2 separate regions of the Columba livia genome follow, and region 2 is linked to region 1. A link is a contact called in public Hi-C data. All regions are on one chromosome and are shown on one strand. The core of a region is the stretch at or near the end of the contact, and the rest is flanking DNA. Distances in the headings are between cores, read along the strand shown.

The links. Hi-C and Micro-C count contacts between places; a contact is called where the count stands out from the background.
Region 2: a Hi-C map of crop shows a contact between it and region 1, with 3 times the contacts expected there. The contact joins the enhancer-like site here to the promoter of TGFB2 in region 1. A contact is called at or near these places in 2 of 2 Hi-C or Micro-C datasets (crop and liver).

Annotation. Positions count from the first base shown.
Region 1 is chr3:99,881,013-99,885,158 of bColLiv1.pat.W.v2, forward strand. TGFB2 (transforming growth factor beta 2) reads left to right here and starts at 2,060. Exons shown (of 7, transcript XM_005499973.4): 1 at 2,060-2,930. The coding sequence starts at 2,588.
Region 2 is chr3:100,144,046-100,147,933 of bColLiv1.pat.W.v2, forward strand. All of the region lies in intron 3 of LOC110357036 (a long non-coding RNA gene), which reads right to left. Among named protein-coding and RNA genes, the nearest start is that of LYPLAL1, 28 kb to the right of the region's middle. Within about 2 kb of position 2,341, at least 2 of the 3 cell types and tissues checked have an H3K27ac peak away from gene starts, as active enhancers do.

The DNA of each region.
Region 1 (4,146 bases), core at 810-3,309:
TGCAGCACTGCACATACACATGCACTTTTAGAGAATGGAGAGTAAGTTTACTTTCAGAGCCTGTGTCCACATACCTATAAATAATATATTTCCTTAGCTCCTCCACCTCTCAGAGAATCTCACATTTGCTGGTATTTTTCGGGCTGCCCTTCTCATGCTTCAGAAAACATTCAAACATTTTGCAGAAAGAAGATGGTTCCTGAGTTGTGGTCAGCTGGAGAAAGTCTTCGGTGGTGTTTGGCTGGTTTGTGTCTTATGTGAATTTCATGGCACTTTCAGTGAGATCCCAGTCATCCTCTCTCACTTCTGTTGTGTGTGCTTACCTGTAATACCACGGCCAATGGCCCAGCTGTGCTTCTCAATGCCTCGAGTACCTCAGCTACATCTTTCTTTATCTCTAGAAACAAAGCAGGTTCTTCAGAAGCAGCCTTGTCCCACCCAGGAGGGTGTGATTAGAATCCTTGGCAAGTAAAATGTGTGATGACTTAATTCAGAAGGGAATATGGGGCTAAAATGGGTGAGGGTATAGAAAAAGACTACTTGATCACTGTCTAAAGTTAATGTTGATGTACAGCGTTGATAAACAGAATGTGAAAGACAAGTCTTATGGCATAAAGTTGAGGGATGCATAGTCATTTCCCTAGGGCAGCTGTCCTCCTGAGGTCAAAGCATGACACATTCCCCACACACAGGCACTGGAGCAGGCATGGATGGAGCCTGTGATGTTTATTGTGGCCAAAAGAGGCAGTGGAAAAACTGAATTACAGGCGCAGCCTAAGAATTTGGGGCTTGAGAGTTTCTGTCAAGTGCAGATGGGGATGTATTTGCACACTTCTGACAGGAGAGGAGATCCCGGAGAAGGTGCAAATCCTCCTCAGCGCTCATCCTCTCCCTCCTCCGCAGGTCGCACCAAGTGTCCTGTCGGCGGGGAGCGGTGAGAATTGCCCAAAACCCACTTGGAAGTGAAACCCCGGAGCCAGGCGAAGGGCCGCGCAGAGCCTGACCGCCTCCTGCTGCCGGTACCGCGGGCAGATCACCACCCACTGCCCCTGCAGCCTTTAGCAGAAACGCATCCCAGCGGGTTCCCAGAGGTGCCAAATTCTTCCTCTAAAGCAAGGGCGGTATTTGTCCCAATTATTTAATAATAGGTGCAAGCAATGTTAAAACCTTCCTCTTTTTAGAACAACAGAAAAAAAAAAATAAAAAGCCTTGGACGAGTTGCTTTTTCCTTCTGGGCTCCGGGCTGCCTCCTCTCCCCGTCCCCGGGGTGAGGCACCTCGGCAGGCGGCGGCTAGGCTGCCGCAAGTCCCTCGCCGTTGCGCGGCGCGGATTAAATAGGCGGGCGGCGGCACGGCCGGCGGAGCCCTCCGCTCCCCGCAGCCCCTCCACGTCACTCCGCGGCGAGGCGAGCACGTGGGGCGGGGAGACCTTATAAATCTCCCTCTCCCTGCGCGGCCGTGATGTTATCTGCTGGCACTCGTCCCCTCCTCGCAGGGAGAGCCGCGGGACCGGGGGAGGCGGGCGGGGGGCGCCGGGCGGAGCGCTAGATCCGCCGGGAGCTGCGCGCTGCGCCGCGCCGCCGGGGCCAGCCCCAGCCCCAGCCCGCGGGGGAGGCCGGGGGGGAGAGCGGCGCTGCGCTCCGCGCCAGCGCCGGGCGGCCTCTCCGCGCCTGCGATCCGCGGGAGGCTGTCGGGGCGGCGGCGGCGGCGCTGCCTCGCTGACTGCGGCGTGGGGTTGGCGTTTGGGAAGGAGGAGGAAGAGGAGGGAGCTGGAAAAAGCTCTGCAGCGCGCAGCGGCCCGGGCGGGGGTGGGTCGGTGCATGCGGCGCGGGGCGCACGCAGCAGCCTGCGGGACGCGGCCGGACGGAGGAGCAGCAGCACCGCCGCTCGCTGCCGCCGCGGGGCAAGGCGCCGCCGCCTGCCGCTCCGCCCGGCCGCGGGGGCCGGGACTCCGCGCAGCCGGGCGCACACGTGCGCGCCTCTGCCGGCGCCGCCGCGGGGGCTGAGCGGGGCTGAGCGCGGGGCGGTGCCGCTGCCTGCCGGGAGCCGCCGGGCGCCGCGGGCGCACGGCGGGGCTGAGCGCCGCGCCGGCAGCCTCTGCCCCGCCGGCTGCGGCAGCGCCCTTTAATACCCATCACTGCTTTTTCTTCTCCTCCTTTTTTATTTTTTTCTCTTTTTCCTTTTTTTTTTCGTTGATTTTTTTGTTTCCCAGCCGGCTGCGCCAGCGGGTTGAGAACAGTCTCCCTTCCATTTACTTGATTCGCAGGTTTGTTTATCTGTTTGGGGGTTTTTTCCTCCCGTTTTTTTTTTTTTTTTCCTGTCCTGCTTACTCCACCCCCGAATTTTATCTAGTTGTAGCAACTTGCTGCTTTTTTTTTTTTAATAATAATTGGTATTTTTTTCACTGACGCCTCCCGTGCGTTTTTTGATTGCAAGCCGTCCTTGCAGTCCGGTTTTTAACTGCATTTTGTCTGCAGATCTTCCCTTTGTTTGCACACATCCCCTTTTATTTTTAATTTTTTTGTCGTTGTTGTTCGCTGTTAAAGTCACTCTTTTTTGGGGGGGGGCGCTGTATTTAAACACTTAAAATGCACTGCTATCTCCTGAGCGTGTTTCTCACCCTGGATCTGGCCACCGTGGCTCTCAGCCTGTCTACCTGCAGCACCCTCGACATGGATCAGTTTATGCGCAAGAGGATCGAGGCGATCCGGGGGCAGATCTTGAGCAAACTGAAGCTCACCAGCCCCCCGGACGAGTACCCCGAGCCCGAGGAGGTGCCCCCGGAGGTCATCTCCATCTACAACAGCACCAGGGACCTGCTGCAAGAGAAAGCCAACCACAGAGCTGCCACTTGCGAGAGGGAGAGGAGCGACGAGGAGTATTATGCCAAAGAAGTTTACAAAATAGACATGCAGCCTTTTTACCCGGAAAGTAAGTCCTCTGTGTTTGTGCATGTGTGTGTAACTTCAACCCCGTGGCTTGGCAGTGGCCGGCACCTTCAAATACCAGCCCCATGCATCATAATCCGCCGCCTTTGCTTGGTTTGCTCTTATCCGCAGCATCTCTTTGGTGGTGGCTTCTAAAGTTTCGTTTAGGTGGTGGGGTACGAGCATGCCGGGGTGGGTGGGTTGGGGGGTCAGCTGTCCCCCCAGACTCACGGGGTTTCCATCCCCTTTGAAGTCACCCAGGAGTCCCTAAAAATGCCTCTCTTTCCACCACCATATACCTGAGCAAAGCTCCCCCTGCCTGTGATCCCCCTCTCCCCCCAGCACTGGGTTCAGCTCCCCCGCAGCCCCGTGTGCAGCCTCCAAAAAGAGCCAATATCTTTCCACTGCTGTTGTTTCCCTTGGAGTGTCTGGATTGGGCAGGTTTCCATCTCTCCATAACTGAAAAGGCGGTCTTTAGGAAAAGAAAAAAATTAAAAAAACTCACCGTCTCCTGTGCTGTCTGTGCCCCTCTAGAACATCGTCCCACAGCCCGCTACTCGGGTCGGTGCTCAGAGGAGGCAGGGGCACAGACGTCCTCCCTCCGCTTCCCACTTTAACTAGCCTCCTGTTTCAGTTCATGAGCACTTTCATTTCAGGTATAGAAAAAGTTTTCCCTTCTGGTTAGCCTCGGTTCTTGGAACCTGTCTCAGCCCGTCTGCTTTTTGCTGTTTTTAACGACCTTCTGGTGATCCGTGCCACGTTTTGCACACAAAAAAAAAGGGTACAAATGCTCCGTGCTGACCAAATCCACTTAGAATGATTAATAATCACAACTACGTGCCTTTTTGTTTTGGTAGTGAAGTTTAAGTGTATAGAAAAAAAAAAGTAAAAGCACTGCACTCCCTTAAAAGAATCTAGATCATCAGCATACCGAGGAAAGTGAAATACCAGAAGCAGAAAATAACTTAACCATTCGCATATCCAGTACCTAGTCACTACTCTTTTCATTTCACTTGCTTTCCTCTCTCCTCCCTCCCCCGCCACTTGATGCCCTATATACTGGCTGTCTGTTTTTGAAAAGCACATACCTCTTGCTTAAATAGATAATGCAGCCATCTTGGTAACTGTATCCTAGAGTTTCTAATTGCATTTTCCCCTTATTTATTTTTAGTTTAGCAAGTTGTAGCTTTGGGGCTTGCTCCATCTTGCATGTGATAGTC
Region 2 (3,888 bases), core at 1,091-3,590, 260 kb after region 1:
AGATGAGTTAATTTCCACCTCGAGAACTTTTTGAGTCATCTAAATAAGAGAAGATGAGCCTTTTCCTTGCAGAGGGCCAAGTAGACCTTTCACACAACTTTCATAGGCCACACATTAACACACAGATTAGTGTTATTTTATAATATGGGACGGAAAAAATATACAGCTCCAAGTCACATAAAATAAAGTTGTGAGGTAATTCTGCCAATAGGTTCTCACATCTTCTACACATGACCTCCCTTGAATGGTGGACTCCCACGTTTATACACCTCCTTGGAAAGCAACTTCTGAATACTTTATTAAGGGAAATATCACATATACAGCATTCCAGATCTGGAAAAAATCACAAGGAATGTCTCTGAAAATGTGTAAAAGGTGTAGCTCATCTCTGACTAGGTGCTCATTTAGCTTAAAAACATGCCTGCTGAAGCAAGAGGATTACACGCATTCACTAACGAGAGGCTGGACAGCAGCACCTTTAGACTTCTGTTACTGGATGCCAGTTTTCACCTCCCATGAAGGCCCATGTGTGACCCACATCAGCTGAAGGTGTGCGAAATCACCTTGGAGCTGGGCACTTTGGGCTGGTGGTCTGCAGGTCTTCTAACAGATGGGCAGAGTATCCTACCCTCTGGTCACCCCAGGCACCACCACCCATGCACACCACTAGCTGCTGAAGCATGTCTTCGGCAAAGTTCATAGTTGCATTTCAAAGGAAGCTTGAAGAAAATACTCACACGTGTATCTTCTCTAAGTCCACCCTAGGAAGAGTTTGCAGGATTGGGTGCAGTTCCTCAAAGCTGTGCTCTGGACAGCCAATCCTTCCTCTGCCACCCCCCATCTCCTCTGTGAATTCATGCTCTTCTCACTCACATACTTCAGGTATTCTTTATATCAGAGAAATTCTCCCACACCACATGAAATGCCTTTGTTCTCTCCAGCGTATTTGTTGAGTAGGATGGATTGGATACATAGAAAGATCACGGTAGGCATGTGAAAACATACCTAAAACTTAACTTAAGCCTACAGGCATTTAGAGTAGAGCTCAAGGCTTTTCTGTTGTGGCTTTTAGGACTTCAACTTGCTTGCATGTTGTCAGCTAATGAAACCATAGCATGAATTTGTGAAAGGCCACACGTAACAAGTCGTGTCACTAGCTGGGGGTGCCAAATGTTTGCGTTTCCCAGAATATATCCTCTCTTTCTGCCTGGAAATGTTCTATGGGTAGTAAAAGATAATTTTTCCCATTTGTCTGGATAAGTCGGCCCAGAGAAAAGGTAGTTCTCTGGCTGCCAGATGTACAGCAGCACTGGGCAAGCGTGTGTGCAGATCACCAGGTGGATGTATTGCTTTATGTAGCAAGTCAGACGGACTCCAAATGCATCTGTTCCGTGGTGTATAGTATCTGTGCCACTCGTCCGTTTGGGATATCTGGGACCAAAAATTAGAGCCCTATTAGCTAAAATTCCTTGGGTTTCATTATACTGTAATATAGAGATGATGTCCAATCCTTTTTCTTCTTAAAATGCTTGTGCATGGTTTTCTACATTGCGCCTCTCTTCCTCATGAAACTCTCAGGCTCATTGCTCCCTACAGCAAGAAGCATTTGATGCTGGTCTGATGATAAGTATTAGATTTAAGAGGTCTCAACAGAGCGAAAATCCCAGCCCATGTGCTGAGGAGTAAAGGGTTTCTGGTAGTGCAATGCTGCTGGGATGGCTCCTACAGCATCACCTAATCAACTCCATCAATTTTTAGCTGTCTGAACAGCCTGAAGTTGCTGGGAACCAGGCCAGTGGCTGAACCACTGAAGGCTGAAGGGTGGATCAGCAACATGTGCGCTTGACCCGTGTATCTATGGAGATGGAGCCAGTTTGTGGAATTTGTGATTCTAGATATCTATGAGAATTGTCCAGTATGTTTTACATAATGCCATAAACTGATTTAACTCGTATTCCTAGCTTTACTCACAAATTCTCCAGCAAGAAACTGTGGAAGTGGTGGCTCATGGGGCACGTAAAAGGAGACCAATGCCAAACGGACATTAGCACTGCAGAAAAGGAGGTCTAAGATGTGATGTGAGAAGCACTTTTTACGCTTTATTGTGACCATAATTTCACCCAGTAGAGTGAATCAAAGTGCCCATTGTCACACTGTCTTGCAACTGCTTTAACACACTGGTGAAATCTCATCCTGCCCTACACAGTCCACTCATGTTCTCACTGCTCTATGTTTTTTCCAGTGAAAACTAATAAGTGCTTCTTATCTCCAAAGAAACAGAGTGCCACAGAACCTAACTGGCTTTGTTATCAGATGATTTTCGTGAAGCTGTAGATCAGCCTCCCAAATTTTCTGTGTGCACCAGGAGCTAAAATGAGCTAACCTTCTGTCAAGCAGCAAATTCTGGGACATTTTTTCCACTTTTGCAAACATTAGTCTGTTTAAGTGAATCAAGTACTTAACATGGCACAGTGAGGAGGAACTCTGGGGAAAAACTAGTGAGCTCATAGTCCAAAACTGATGCAGTCATAGTACTCGAAGAAAAAGAAAGCAAAAAAAACACTCAAATTTTCCACTATGATAAAACCAGAAGCAGGCGTTAGAATAAGTAGGTTTTGACATCCATTGTTCAGTGTCACTAGAGTGTTATTTTTTCTGTATAGCAGAACAGTGGTTAATTCATAGCTCTTGGGATATTTTTTTTCAAGCATAAATCACTATAGGTTTTTTTTTCTTCCCTGTATCAATCAGTGGTTTATGAAAACCTGCAGGGAGAAATAAACCATACAAGCTGGCGAGTAGTTTTAGTGGCATTTAAAACAACTGTGGTAGTTATAAACAGTAAACAAAACATAGTAACCAGTTTAAACACTAGAGATTGTTGTACCATAGGAGTATAAATCATTAACTTAATAATTTCAGCAGAAGTGACTCAAATGCAAAATTAAGCCAACAGTACCCCCTGTGGCAATAATGAAGTACTGTATTTCTTACAGAAATCAACTGACACAATTTGTGGTTGCAGCTTGGAAATCCTCTGAAGCTGATCTTTGGAATAGAGATCTCCAAGCAGCTTTAGCATGAAGTACTTTTATAAGGAACTATATTCCAGGAATATTTTCATAAACACAATCCAGAGCTTATGAGCAATGGAGATGAAATTAGAAGTATTTCGACAAGAGATGCACACATATAAATGTGATGGCAGATCACTGCTGAGATTCCGACAGTTCTGATGTTTTAGACATTGCTGGTTTGTTTGTTGTTGGTTGGTTGGTTGTTTTCTAAAGAACCTAGTGACACACCGGTGTTCTGAAGTATGAGATTAAAACATAGAAGGGTCTTAAGACGCAGTGTTCGCTCTGGCTAAACTCCTATTACAGTAGGACTGAAGGGTTCAGTTCCAAGTATCCCAGCTGGCCGTTTACAAAACACTGAAGCACATCTGAAATGAAACTACACTCAGCCAAACCCATCCTACATCTCTTCGTACTGCCTGGAAATGGAGCTTAGAGTGACTAGGCTTCTCTCTAGGCATTAGTCATAGGTTGAAAATTCAGTGGCTGAATCTTAGCTTTAAGCCACCTTAAGTTTCCATGAAAATTGCAGAACTTCTAGGATATACAAGTGCCACGCAGCCAAAATTTCTTTTAATTATCATCTTCAGATTTTGATACATTTTCAAAGATTTTTAAAATTGCTATTGGAGTTGGTAGGTAATGCAATTGGAGTTGGTAGGTAATGCAATTCACTTTAGCTTGCTTTCTTTTTTATTTATCTGCTATTAGTCCTTCCAGTATAGAATTCTGGGGATAGAAACAATTCACATAGTTCTGATGTTAGGTGATACAACAGAGTGAAAAAATAACATGATAATACCTCACTTCA